Linked DNA regions of Mus musculus: all the other regions are linked to region 2. The links are chromatin contacts, called in public promoter capture Hi-C maps. All regions are on one chromosome and are shown on one strand. Each heading gives the region's core, a stretch centred on a gene start, on an enhancer-like site or on the middle of the called end of the contact. The rest is flanking DNA. Distances are from core to core; before and after follow the strand shown. Region 1 has its middle 82 kb from the start of Gm24986. Region 2 holds the start of Ccnk (cyclin K). Region 3 has its middle 35 kb from the start of Gm24986.

Region 1 (4,830 bases), core at 1,279-3,778, 1.9 Mb before region 2:
ATGCGTTCGTCTCTTTGCAAGGAGGGTGGGGCAAACAGACATTTGCTAGTCAAAGGAATTTTAATTTCAAGGAATAATATATGTATTAGATTTTTGATTTCATTTCGTTTGTTTTGGGTCTTTTGAGACGGTTTTATTAAACAGCACAGGCTAGCCTCCAACTCTTAAGCCCACACCTTCATCCTAACCCTAGCCCTAGCCCTACCTCTTCCTCAGCCTAAGTCCTGGTGTTACAGGCGCTTGCCACCACACCTGCTTTAATTAATTAATTAGCTAATTAATTAATTAACTAATTAAGTCTATTGTAAGTTTCTACACACACACACACACACACACATACACACACACACATACTTATTTATTCTTATTTTATGTGTGTGGTTTTGACTTGCATGTTTGTAATATGCACCATGTGCTGGCCTGGATCCAGCCGAGGCCAGAGGAGGGTATCCACTGGAGTTACAGATGCTGACGAGCTATCAAGGGAGTTTCTGCGAACTGTTACTGGCTTCTCTGTCAGAGCTGAAGTGCTCTTCCTTAACCTCAGTTGGACCATCTCTCCGGCCTCTTATTTTTCAGTTTTATTGGTGGACTTTGGAAGGAACATTCAGCTTCTTTCCCACCACAGCATTCATGTAAGATGAACACGGATGTGAGTCACCCACTGGTCTGCTGACTGGGGTATATGAGTGGCGTGCTAGCTTTCCAGTGGTGCTCAACCTTCTGACATTGTCATAAGACGTTTTCATCTATAAACGTGTTAGGTGGCATTTATAGCTATTCTGGGATGTGTGTGCCTGGCCAGTGAATTGCATGTCAGACCACAGCTTTGGTGATGAGCAGCAGTTGGCTTCAGCTTGCCTGCTTCTTCCCAGTGTAGAGCTGGGCCTTATAATGGAAACCAGAGCTCTTCTGCCAGAGCCCTGGTTCCTCTTGTGGCTCCCTAGCCCCACACCTGTGCTTGCTTTGTCCTGTGTAGCAAGGGCTGACCCAGTGCTCCGACCTGGCCGTGAGGCCATAGCATAGGTCTTGAAAGCACTGGTTGCTAGGTTAGGTAGCAGGTGAGTCTGCTATCAAGCTTGCTCCCCTGGGACCAGGCTGGGTTACAAGGGACAGAGAGACAGAGATACAGAGAGTGTGCTCGAGCAAGCATGTGCATGTATGAGCATGTGTGTGTCTGTGTGTGCCTGTGCATGTGCTTGTGTGTGTGAATGTGTGTATGTGTTCATGTGTCTGTGTGTCTTCTGTGTGTGTATATGTCTCTGTGTATGCATGTGTATGTGCATGTGTCTCTGTGTGTGCATGTGTCTCTGTGTATGTTCATGTGTCTCTGTGTGTGTGCATGTGTGTATGTGTTTATGTGTACCCTTTTTTTTTTCAGCCACCAGCTATGGAGACTTTGTTAGCGGCCACATACCCCCTCACTGTATTTGATTTCTTTCTGGAATCAGCATCGGTCAGCAGTGGCGCCTCTAGCACCGGCTAGTTAGTACTCAGTGTTGTGAAAGGAGCATATACCATGCAGGCATCCTACACCCAGGGCACTCAGGATCTGGATATCCTTGTGGCTCTATCATCTTAACCAGACAGGTAGCTACTGGCCACCAGCTTTCCTTCTAAGACAGTGCCTGAGGGACCAACTCAATTTTCTCCTCATGTGAAGATTGTGGATTCTGTGGTTTGAGAGATCTTCATGGCATGCAGACCTTCTTAACTGCCCATCTTTGAGATAGGAAGGAAGAAGGCCTCCGAGCACGGCCTTGGACCTCCCGGACTCAATGCTCTTAAGCTACATCTCGGTTCATAAGGAGCCACCACAAGGCCCAATATTGCCACAGATAATTTGGTTTCTGAAAGTCAAAAAATGAACCAGATGGCTTTCAAAGAAAACAGGACACATATCAGATTCCAATTATATTAAAATGATGACCCAATTTAGGAAAACACAAAGTGTCATAAAAAATGTTTAAATAAACAAAATCTGCATATTTATGAAACGATAATATTCGCTGGGCTCCTCACTCCGGGTAACGAGTTTCTAAACTAGACCGATGGCATTCCAAGCTTCCTGTGGAATCCGGGCTTGGAGAAGCCTGCCGTACTGTTTGGAATTGCAGACTATCTCAAGAAAGAAAGAAAGATTTCTTTTTCCATTCTCGTATGTGTGTCTCGAGCCAATTTAGGAACATGAAAGGTCAGCTCTTTATGAATTCCATATAGATCCACTTCTAATGCGCCCGGATGGGAGCCACCCGCCCTGCCTCGTTGGCTGAACATCCTGACACCTCTCTTCCGAGGCAGTCGCTGTCACCCCCCCCCCCCAACCTCCACCGCCACTGCAGACCCAGCGCTGGGCTGGGTTGGCAGGGAGAGTCTCAGATTTATCTATTTATTTTTCCAGATAAATTAAAAACTCAGGGGGCACTTAAAATAAATTAGCAACTGCTCCTGACAGTGTCTTGCTTGTGGAGTGTCACATTTGCCGTTTTTGGCAAGGACTAACTCGCCTGCCTTCTTTCCCACCGAGCACAAACTGCTAACGGAACACTGTGCTCCTGTGAGCGGGGCGTGTTGCTGGAGATGCTACTCATACAGGGGCACTGTGAGCCAGGAGGTGTGACCCCAGAGCTCTCAGGGTCGTACCTTCTCGGGGACAGCCAGGTGGCACTTCAGGAGCCTGGGGGAAGGGTCAGTTTTGTTCTCAGTTGTTCTCATTTCAGGGATTCTGAAATGGTTTCTGAAAGGAGCTTCCTGTCACCCAGCCCAGAGAGTGTGGCTGTCATTTCATAAATGCTGTAGTTCTAGAGAGTTCTCTTCAGAGAGGATGTTGGATATAACACCTGCTTCTCTGCAATGTACATGTTTATTTAACGAGTGAATATATACTGAGTCTCTTAGGTTCCCAGCATGTAAGACACAGCCCAGCTGTCAACAAAGATGCACAGGCCTGGTTTTCCCGGACGGTGTTTCTGAGATGCACACCCACCTGCAGTGTGCTGGCATGTCACCTGTCCCTGCAGGGCATCCAGGGACATGGGACCAGCATCCCAGAACCCAAATGGCAGGTGAAATAGTGCCTGTATAGAGTTGGTTCTCCATAGATTGACAAAGGAGGGACACCCAGTATGCTAGTCTGTAGGTCACACATACTAGCTCCAGCACCTGTCTGCTGCATTAGAGGGCTGCCTTGTTCCTGGGAGCTATGAGGCAGCCTCGCTCTGTTCTCACTTAAAGAGCTGCCTCAGACAAAGGTGAATGCTCCTTCCTTCCTTCCTTCCTTCCTTCCTTCCTTCCTTCCTTCCTTCCTTCCCCGTTCTGTCCCTCTATCCTCCCTTATTTCCTTCCTCCCTCCCTCCTTTCCCCCTCCTTCCTTTCTTTTTTCCTTCCTTCTTTCTCCCCTTCCTTCCTTCCTTCCTTCCTTCCTTCCTTCCTTCCTTCCTTCCTTCCTTCCTTCCTTCTTCCCTCTCTCCCTCCCTTCCCGTCTGTCTTTTTGTCTCCTCAGTAAGGAACAGAGCCCTTAGTTAAACTGAATCTGGATAACATTACTCTTTCTCCCAGTAACCTTTCCCACATTTACTGTATTCGAGCAGAGACTCCGACAGACAGACAGAAGTGTAAGAATCGGCAGCTTTCCCCTGCTGTGCTGGGTGGCAGAACATTCTGTCCCGGGAGAGTAGCTTTCACTAAAAGGGACTTAAAGAAATTAATATATTTACTGTCAGAAAAGTCCTACATCATTGGGACTACACCAAGTCCCACCTGACTGCATGTAAATAATTAAAACTCAGGGCTTCTGAGTTTTGGGCAATTTTTGAACATCTAATTTTATCACCACACGGCTCCCCCTAGAAGACTGTTTTTAAAAATGCTTATTCCTCGAGCGAAGCTTTTTCTTTTTTTCTATCTTTTACTTTTTAAATTCTTTTTTTTTTTTTTTTTTTTTTTTTTTTTTTTTTTTTTTTTGAGTCATGGCAGGGTTAGCGGGAGGCAGAATTGTCTCCTTGCCAGAGTTTAAGTGCAGCGTTTTTTCATTAGAATTTAACAAATGTTCATCTTGAAATAGACGGACAACGGGTCAAACCGCCCCGGCTTCTCCCCGTTAACCCGAATGCATTAGAGCAGTGACTTCTCATTTTCAGATCAATGTTGTCTCTTATTCTTGGACTTAATTTACTATAAGATTAATACGGCCGTCTCTCCATTTATTTCTGTCTCTTTCTCTCTCTGGCTTTAATAAAATTAGAATTAATTTAATATAATACAATCTCCAGATTTTGTGTGTGTGTGAGTGTGTGTGTGTGTGTGTGTGTGTGTGTGTGTGTGTGTGACATAGAAATGCCAAATTCAACAATGTGCTTTGATTTTTTTTTTTTGCCAATGGTAAACTATTGTGCAAAAAAAAATTATATAAATACAAGAGAACATCTGGTCTTTTGAACTGTAGTCACTGCTGAATTTAAACATCGCACCCGTTTGACAAAATTAAAGGATTTTATTCTTTGTTTTTCCTGGGCTTTAAATAGTGAGCTACAAATAGAAAGTGGAGTTATCATTTCTAGCTCACTTGGAATGTTATGCGGGGAAGGCATTCTGCGTTCCCTACGATTTCAGAAGCCAGCCAGGGGTTTAGGAAATGTGGATGTACAGCGAGACTTTTAAGACAATGACCCAAATTAAATTAAACGCATTGCTCCCAGTTTTCAAAAACAAAATAAAGCAAAACAAAAAACCCCCACAACAATTTCTGAATGACACTATGCATGGTGGTGGGGGGCAATTTTGATATCTTTTAGAGTAAAGTAATTAGAATTATTACTGCCACTTTTATAA
Region 2 (4,900 bases), core at 901-3,400:
GTTTGGATCTTCAAGTCCAGCATAGCTCCACTGAGATGTTTGCACAGTGAAAAAGGAGGGAGAAATAGCAACTACTTCCCTCCAAGGGAACTAGAGTTGCATATCCAGATATTAGTAATATCTCAAAAGAGAAAGGAACGCACGGTAAAAAGAAGGTAGGGGCAATAAAGACCAAGGTTGTTTAGAGTCCCAGTAAGATGTTCTTTTTTTCTGTAGCTTTTCAGAACTTGGTTTTGCAAACTGTTTTCTTAAGCCCTAGAAAAACTCCTTCCCAAATGGCTGGAATTCCACCAAAATATCAATCATGGCGCCCCAGAGACCCATCTATAAAGTGAGCCTCTACAGGTAGGAGCCTACATACACACTGTAGGTTCCAGTGAGTCTAGACAAACTTTTTAACTTGGGGAGGAAATGTCCTTTTATACTGCTGTATTTTAAGGGTGCGTTCACTTAAAACTCCCCAAGACTATCACTGTTTAAAACTCATTTTAAAAACACCCTCAGCATCGCCTTTGAAAGGGAAATGGGAACAGTATCACATATGAAAAACCCACACTTTCAGTGTCCAAGTCTGGTTTTAGTTTTTGTGTGTTTTTTGAAAGGGTCTCCCTATGTAGCTCTGGCAGGCCTGAAACTCCGGATTCCCTGCCTCAGCCTTCCTGGATGCAGTTCTGTTACATCTATCAGTAAAACCTCAATCTTCTAAGGGTCTGCAAAGGCAAGATGGCTGTCAACATCCTGTTCAAATGTGTTTACTTCGGTAACAACACCGTTTTCGTTTAGAAATGGATTACAGCATGTCCCGAGTCATCTTTACGCGTGCACCCCTCCAGAAACGCACCAACGTCCTCTCCCGACACGACGCGGAGGGGGTGAGGCCCCTCGGCAGCCAGTGGCGCACGTCACTAATCAGCTCCTTCTCCAAGAGTGGCAGGCGGGGAGAAGAGGCAGAGTCGCATGCCCAGGCTGCAGCCGCAAGAAGGAAGAGTTGAAAATCGGAATGGCAAACTCCGAGAGCACGGACCGCTTCTCTCTCGCAGCGCGCTCGTCGCGTGTGGACCTCGGCCAGGGGCGCGTGGGAAGAAACCTGACCTATTTTCTACGCCCGCCTTTGCGAGCGGGCAGTGGAGGACAAGGCGCGGGGGCCGGGCTCCCCGTGGGCAACAGAGAGCTGCAGAGGGGCCTCGGCCCCAAGCCGCGTGCGCCTGCCACCGGAGGAAGGAAACCAAGGCTGCAGCCCGCCGCACGCAGTCCCAGCGCCCCGCGCGCACTCCGGGCCCCGGCCGTACCCGAGGGCGGCGCCCAGGCCGCGCCCAGGCCGCGCCCTGAACCTGCCGCCTGCCCCCGTCCCGGTGGAAGAGGGAAGCTGCAGACGCTCGCCAGTCCCCTCAGGGACCGGGCCTGCCGGGCCTCGGAGCCCACAGCCTCCCAGGCCCTGAGAACTCGGTCGCGGCCGAGCACCGGACCTCGGAGTCCGCACGCTCGGCCTCACCTCCTTAAGGAGCGGTGGAACCCCGTCCCCTCAGCCCGCGGGCCGCACGCGGGTGCTTGCCGTCCGCACTCACCTGCCCGCTTCGTCTTCGCGCAGCGGCGGCGCCACACTCCGGCCGGGACCCCACCGTCCGCCTCAACCAACCCCCAGGCGGCGGCGGCGGCGGTGGCGGCGGCGGCCGGACGGGAGGGGCTGGACGGCAGCCAGAGACAGCCCCGCCGCCTAGGCCCAACCCGGCTCCGCCCGCCCCTGGGCCCCGCCCACGGGCCGCCGCCGCCGTTCATTGGCCCGCACCTAACACGCCTCGGCGCGGCTCCGCCCCGCCGCCCATCCGCCCGCCAGCCAGGGTGCTGATCAGCCATTGGACATCAGCAACCGGGGCGGAGCCGTATCCGAAGACTCGATTGGTTAGATCTCGCGCTGTGATTGAACGACGGGAGCCCTGGCTCCGCCTCCGGGCCGAAGTTCCGTTAACAGGTTCGGTTGCTCCCGAACTCCCTTTCGCCAAGGGGGTGGGGCGATGGGAGGGTGTGTGCGAGTGTTTCCCCTCCCCCTACGGGCCGCAGTCCACAAGGCCGCAGGGTAGGCGGAGCGGCGACTGTTGACTTGTTACTTTTTTTCTTTTTTTTAGCTTTACTTTCTTCTAATTGGTTGACAGGCACCTGACTTTCGCCGCCCCCTCCGGCCGCTTCTTAACGTCCCGAGACGCAGGGAAATGACGTAGTTCCCCGACATTCCACCTCCAAGATGGCTGCTGTCAGGAAGGAGAGACGTCGCTGAGGGTTTTGCCTGAGGCGAGGGGTGAGTATCTAGCTGGCCGCGGGCAGCGCCGCCCACCGTCTGCGCTCCTGGTGGTCCGAGGAGGGTATTTTCCAGCTGCCTGGGTTCTACGGAAGAGTCCGGCTTCCCGGATTCCACCGCCCTCCTTGGAATCCCTGATGCACGTTGAAATTAGCAGGCGACGCGGGGTTGGCGGCGAGGGAGCTTCGGGACAGGGTCGGGTCCTCTGGGGTGCGCCGCTAATGCCTGGAACTGGAAGCTGACCTCGCAGAGGAAAGTGGTTGCGGTTTGGGGGATTCCTAGCCGAGGAATAAAAGGGTGGCGGGGCTTACACGCACAGACCCTGCCTCAGACCGACCCGGTCACCCACGGCTTGTGGATCCCTCTGTTAAGTAGGATTGAGGCTTTGGAAAGTGTTCCGTGACTCTTGAACCACGGAACTCAGGTAGGACCAGGAATGAAAAGGGACTTCCTCGATAAGACTCGTTCTTACCCAGACGTCATCCTCTCCTGAGTGCTTGTTTGCCTCGGTGTTAGGGGAACTGATCTTTATTAAGTTGAGAAATAACATGTATATGTTAATCTGAAAACGTTTAAGCAGTTTAACCTGCCTAATGTATTCTTGGTGGTGTTCTTAACTTTGGACTACCAATAAAACACAGCTTTCCATAAGTCACTCAGTGTTTAAAATCAGTTATCACAGACTGGCTGTCTTCCTACGTAACCCTGGCTGGTGTGTAGCTCTCTCTGTAAACTAGGCTGGCCTCCAGCGCAAAGATATCTTCCTGCCTCTGCCTCCAGAATGCTGGACTTAAAATTAAAAAGTCATGTGCCATGAGTCTTAGCTAAAGACTGGCCTTTTAGGTTTTAAAGACAAACCTCACACAGGTGGTATCTTGATATATGTTGTTTAAAGAATAATTGGCCAGCATTTTGCAGTTGTGGGTGTCTTTAACTTTTTTTTTATGAGTGATTCCATGAAAGTGTAGTGATTTCAAGCCTCAATACCTAGAACATTATATGGCACTTAGTAAACTATTGCTGAATGAATGATAATAGTTGAGAAATAGTAATGTTGATAAACATTTTGATTAAAATTGTTAGTGTCAGTTGGGTGGTAGTGGTGGCTCACATCTTTAATTAGAACACTTGGGGTCAGGGGCATGCAGATCTGTCTGAATTGAAGGCCATCCTGGTATACAGATCAAGTTCCAGAACAGCCGAGGCTACATAGAGAAGCAGTGTCCCAGAAACCAAGAGAGAGAGAGAGAAGCTGTTAGTGTTGTCAAAATCTGTTTGCTAAATAATCGATGGCAAGTCAAAAATTGCCCACGATAAATAAAATTGGTTTTAGGTGTTTCCTTTTTTTGTAGGAATTTCTTAAACAATAGCTAGTTAGGTTAAGTCTAATTCGTATTCTTAAGAGCAGATACATTACATAGCATTTATGTTGCAGAGTAATTTCAATGTCACGTAACTGTTGAGAGCTTTTGAGAAGTACTACAAATACAGTTAACGATGGAGGACTGTGATAGAGGCCAATCCCTGTCTAGAATCTTCTTAAAGTATAGATCAGCTATCTCTTTGATGTAAGAACTGATTAATGATCCAACTTCTGATAGAAAAAAGCTAAGTGATACAGATTGCATTCTTGTTGATAAAGGGTAGAACCAGGGCTGGAGAGATGGCTTGGTAGCTAAGAGTACTTGCTGTTCTTTCAGTGCACATGAGTTTTGTTCCTGAACACACATGACAGGCAGTTTCTGAAAACCCGTAATCCCAGCCACAGATAATCCACTCCTCACTACTGGCACCTATATACATGTGATTTACATAGGCACATATAAATGAAAAAAAATCTTTCTAAAAATACATATAAAAAAACAGGACTGGAGAGACAGCTCTGTGGATAAAGCATTTTTTATACAAGCACAAAGACCAGAGTTGAGATCCCTAGCACCCATATAAATAGCTGGACCTCATGGCGCACCTCTAACTGCAGTGCTACAAGGCAGGAGGATCCTATTGCATCACTGGCCGCCCAGCCTACCCTGCTGACCTTTCTCCAGGTTCCGTGAGAAACCCTATCTCAAAAAGTAAGCTTGAGGAAGATGTGCTTATGGCGTCCTCTGGCCTCTGTGTATGCCACGCAAGAGACCACAGCCTCATATGTGCATACACCAGAGTTTATTCCACTATAAATAGAGGGATGCTGAACATAAGGACATTTAGATTTCAAGCCGTATATGTGTCCTAGATAGGATGCAGTTCACTTGATTTTTGTTCATATTACTAACCTAGCCTTGTTGATTGGCAGGTTGATGTTGGCCTGAAGAAAGATCTTCAGAGGTAAGCTATGTGGTTGTAGTCTTGTCCTTATTCTGATTGATATTTGAATCAGAGAAAACGTATCTAAGAACCATGGTTCTTTCTGTTAGAATAATGCGTCAAAAACTAAGACTGTATACTGGGAGCTGGAGAGATGGCTAAGACTGTATACTGGGAGCTGGAGAGATGGCTCAGTGGCTGCTCTTCAGAGGACCCATATTCAATTCTTAGCACCCATATGGTGGCTCACAAATGTCTGTAACTCTAATTGCTGCAGATCTGACACCCACTTGTGGCCTC
Region 3 (4,395 bases), core at 387-2,886, 2.0 Mb before region 2:
ACAGAATGAGTGTGCTTTGCCTTATGCAAATATTTAAGGAGTGCTCTTGATGGATAAACTTGAGTTTCCAGAAAGATCTGAGAGCTGAGAACTTTTCCTAGACCCATGAGTGATCATGGTTTCTTCCCCTCCACATAAGCCTCCTCCCCCACTACTCCCCCAGGACAGAGGAGCTCTTTCTTCTTGGCCCACACATGCTCAAATCCTGAGCAAGACACTCAGGAGGGGACACAGGACCACCCAGGCTGACCTCACTGCGTTACAGTTATGTCTTCCTGCTTCCCTCTGAAAGAGCAGGGTCCACACACCCTGATCCCACTCCTGTAGGTCCGTTCCCCTGGCTATGCCTAGTTTAGCATCTCTCTTTGCGGTGCTATGGTTTAAGCAGCAGCTTGGCTGGGGCGGCTACTCAGTTATAAGTACAGGGGGTGCAGTGGGGAGCCATTTCATATGTATGGAAAGCAGGCTACTCAGGATGGGCTGTCACAGATCAGCCAGAAGGTCTCCTGAGCCACAACCCGGGTTCTCAAAAGCAGCTGTGGAAAACCTGTCTGAAGACAGCTGTGTTGCCTTTGCTTGAGCTCCCAGGTTGAGGGCTTGGCCCGCAATATTCATGCTTAAATGGTAGCATTAACTCTAAGGGGCTTCCAGGTCGCTGACATGCCCTTCAGCATGCGGGCTTGCTAACCCAGACAATATTAGAGCCCATCTCCCTTATCCGGTCCCTTACTGGAAGGGTCTCACTGCTGCTGTTTCCCTGGAGACCTCCGGAGTAATTGACAACTTTGCAAAAGATGTCACACCATCCTTCAAGGCCTTCCTGCTGCCCCACTGATTGCCCTCTAGGTGTTGAAATGCACTTCTCTTTCCCATCTGCAAAAGCAAGAGCTCTTGTGTTTCTGTCGGAGATGGTACCTGGGCATCATTTTAGGTGCTGGGAGGTGGTGAACTTTTGCACGGAGACCCAAGGAAACTCGGTAGAGAAGCCTGCTGAGGAAGCACACCTGGGGCCCTGTCGCTGTCTCTGAGACCAGGATAGGCCAACGCTGCTTTGGACACTGCAGAGCAGATCTTTTGCAGTCCCGGGGCCATTCACCATACCTGTCTTCCCCGGCATCAGTTTTTTCTCTCGTTAATAAGTGCGTATTCACGGTCTGGAGCTGGTGTTAGTGTGGTGAGGAATACCAGGAGTGTGAGCCTTGGGCTTGTTTGTTTTCTGTCTCCTGGGAACTGAGAAGAGGGAAGTGTGTTATATACACGAGTAGGTACTTCACCTCCAGAGGAGTCCAGGCATAGAGTCTAAAGACAACCCACTCAGCATCCTCTCTCCAAGTTCAGCGATCAGACAAATAGCCATATGGAAGCTGCTTTAGTTAGGTACCACAGACAGGGGAAAGAAGTGCTTGCGACACGGCACCCTCGTTCTCCAGCCCTCTCAGCGCAGAGTACCAGCCTGTTAAAAGTGGTCTATTTTTATGGAACTCTTTTTTGCTTATATTGAGATATAAAATTATTAGTCTGAGGTTGGCTCATACCATCAGAGCCTCAGATTCTTGGCAGAGCTGTGTACAGTCTGTTGCAGTCACTCTGCCAGGGACAGAGCCCGCACAGGAGCAAAAATAGGTCTTCCTGCCGAAACCTGCTGAGCTCCCCGGAAAGTGACGCGCGCGAGGAGAATTTAATACCCCGGCCTTAAGAGAAGTCTCTGTGCTCTCGTAGACTTTACCCTCCGTAGGTGACTGACAAGATGCAATTGCAGAATTTCCGTGGTATGGAGGAGCCTTGGCAGCCAGGGGCCCTGTGATAGGAGCGCTTTGCATATAAATTACATATGCATATGACATTTTAGCTCCAACTTTACATGTGGTTTGGAGGCTGGGTGCTGTGGTGTCCCGGCCTGTCTGTTTGCTCCCCCCTCCCACCCCGCCCGTCCTCGCGGCATCAATATTAACCTGGCTGTTTTAGTTTCCTCTGAAGGGAGCCTGGTTTGCTTTATTGGAAGCATCGAGTAGGACACAGGGGGCTTTTGGGCCCAACGGCCTTTAATGCTTCTGGAGTGAACCTTGCGCGCGCCCTCTGTGCAGTAAATCCTCCTGTTCCCACACCGTGTCTCCCTCCGCCCATCACTTCCTTTGGAATCTAAAAACCTGGAGAAAAGTCGACTTTTTGTGATAAAGCTCTAATATAAATGCCTTTAAAAAAAAATCCCTAAAAAGGTAAAAGTCAGGCTGGAGAGATGGCGCAGTGGCTTAAAGCCTGTACGGCTCTAGAGAAGGACCCAGGTTCAGTTCGCAGCACCCACGCCTTGCGGCTCTCAGCCGCCTGTACCTCTCCGGAGCTGACTCCTGTCTGGCCTTGGAGGGGAGTCCTGTACGGAGTCCCTGCCTTGTCTTCGGAGCAGGTGAGATCACAGGCCTGTGCCACTATCCTGTCAGAACAAAGTGTTTGCAGCAGGCGCCAGGCATTGGGGAGCCCAAGGACAGTCTTCAGTGTGATTCCCTGTGGTCCTGGGGAACATGTGTCCCTGTCTCTCTGCCTTGTTAAGGCAGGAGAATGAACCCTGGGCTGAAGCCTTCCTGTCATTTATGGCTGATATGGGACTAAATCTCAAGTCGTCTAAAGTCTTGTCTAAGGTGAGCCTTGCTGGCCCACTGCCTGTTTGTCACAACCCACAGTCATGTAAGAATCTTTAAAACAAAGTCTTCACTTATTTGTTGATTTATTTAATAATTATTCCTCATCCCCCCCCCCCCTCCTCCTCCTCCTCCTCCTCCTTTTTCTGCAGCCCTGGAGATAGGACTAGGACTTTGCACATCTCAGGCAAGCAGTTCTACCACTGATCTATACTTCCAGCTCTGTTTTTATATGTTCACAAAAGATTTTATGTATGTATTTTATTATATGAGTACACTGTAGCTGTCTTCAGACATACCAGAAGAGGGCATCAGACCCTGTTATAGATGGATGTGAGCCACCATGTGGTTGCTGGGAATTGAACTCAGGACCTGTGGAAGAGCAGTCAGTGCTCTTAACCGCTGAACCATGTTTCTGGCCCTCATTTTTACATTTTTAAATGGTGAACAACAACAACAACAATAACAACAACAAAAGTTAAAAGACACAAAACTCACATGGGATTCAAATTTCATTGTCTGTAGCAATGCATGGCTATGCAGCCGGTGTCTGCTGTGGTCACCTGTGGCTTCTCTTGTCCTGTGGCCAATAGAGCTGAGATCTATGGCTCTGCACAGTCTACAACATTCATGTTATAGAGGAAGTGTGCTGGTGACCTCTGCTCTGGAATCCAAAGTGCTCTTCACATAGTTTCTACTCTCAGTCTCACTGAAACTTCAAGGTTTGCTTTCTGCAGCCAAATGCAAGTCAGGTATCTTATTGGTGGCCCCAGTACAAACCAGCAAAGGGGAAGGAGGTCTGAGATTTGGCCTCTGTGGCCTCAGTTTCTAGCGCTAACTCTGTGAATGGTGTCTATTGTGGCACAATCAGACATAATAGTTGGGATAGAGGTTGGGGACATCTCACCATCCACTCTGGTCCACACTGGGATCTACAACGGTTCCTGCGTCTATCAAAAGGGAGTTTGAGGTCTGGGGATGTAGCTCAGTGGTACTGTTCTTCTGCTCCTGGCATGTGTGTGGGCCTGGTTCCATCCCTGGCACAGAAGAAGGGGGAGGAGGAGGAGGAGGAGGAGGAGGAGGAGCAGGAGGAGGAGGAGGAGGAGCAGGAGGAGCAGGAGGAGGAGCAGGAGCAGGAGCAGGAGGAGGAGGAGGAGCAGGAGGAGGAGGAGGAGGAGCAGGAGCAGGAGGAGCAGGAGGAGGAGGAGGAGGAGCAGGAGCAGGAGGAGGAGGAGGAGCAGGAGGAGCAGGAGCAGGAGGAGGAGCAGGAGCAGGAGGAGGAGGAGGAGGAGCAGGAGGAGCAGGAGGAGGAGCAGGAGCAGGAGCAGGAGGAGGAGGAGGAGGAGCAGGAGGAGCAGGAGGAGGAGGAGGAGCAGGAGCAGGAGGAGGAGCAGGAGGAGGAGCAGGAGGAGAAGGAGGAGGAGGAGCAGGAGGAAGAGGAAGGGGGAGGAGGGGGAGAGGGAGAAGAAGGACAAGGATGATGATGAGGACGAGGGGGTTTGTGGTGGGGGCAAACTGACAAGCAGATCTAGGCTGTGTAGTAAAGAATAACTAAGTCATATCCCTGGGCAGTACAAAAGATGCAGGGTACTTTAGAAGATGTGCAATCTTATGTTGCAAGATCAAAACCAAAACCAAAACTAAACAACAAAAACCAACTGAACAACCAAACCAAACCAAACCACCACCACCACCACCACCACCACCACCACCACCACCACCACCACCAAAAACCTATTGCTTTTTGAGCTTTTTCCACACA

Evidence for each region. Promoter capture Hi-C pulls out the DNA fragments that hold promoters and counts their contacts.
Region 1: a promoter capture Hi-C map of hippocampal neurons shows a contact between it and region 2, with 6 times the contacts expected there. The contact joins the enhancer-like site here to the promoter of Ccnk in region 2. A contact is called at or near these places in 5 of 39 promoter capture datasets (cranial neural crest, frontonasal cranial neural crest, hippocampal neurons and 2 more), 2 of 484 Hi-C or Micro-C datasets (CD8 T cells and double positive thymocytes) and 3 of 115 datasets of contacts at active chromatin or transcription factors (double positive thymocytes, embryonic stem cells and thymic regulatory T cells).
Region 3: a promoter capture Hi-C map of hippocampal neurons shows a contact between it and region 2, with 6 times the contacts expected there. The contact joins the enhancer-like site here to the promoter of Ccnk in region 2. A contact is called at or near these places in 8 of 39 promoter capture datasets (cranial neural crest, embryonic stem cells, frontonasal cranial neural crest and 4 more) and 1 of 115 datasets of contacts at active chromatin or transcription factors (embryonic stem cells).

What each region holds. Positions count from the first base shown.
Region 1 is chr12:106,300,268-106,305,097 of GRCm38.p6, forward strand. No RefSeq gene overlaps it. Among named protein-coding and RNA genes, the nearest start is that of Gm24986, 82 kb to the left of the region's middle. Within about 2 kb of position 2,529, at least 19 of the 459 cell types and tissues checked have an H3K27ac peak or open chromatin away from gene starts, as enhancers often do. A contact at or near this core is called in hippocampal neurons, where this site is marked.
Region 2 is chr12:108,177,588-108,182,487 of GRCm38.p6, forward strand. It overlaps Ccnk (cyclin K), which reads left to right and starts at 2,151. Exons shown (of 12, transcript NM_009832.2): 1 at 2,151-2,293; 2 at 4,590-4,621. Setd3 (SET domain containing 3) reads right to left here and starts at 1,697. Exons shown (of 13, transcript NM_028262.3): 1 at 1,566-1,697.
Region 3 is chr12:106,184,240-106,188,634 of GRCm38.p6, forward strand. No RefSeq gene overlaps it. Among named protein-coding and RNA genes, the nearest start is that of Gm24986, 35 kb to the right of the region's middle. Within about 2 kb of position 1,637, at least 25 of the 459 cell types and tissues checked have an H3K27ac peak or open chromatin away from gene starts, as enhancers often do. A contact at or near this core is called in hippocampal neurons, where this site is marked.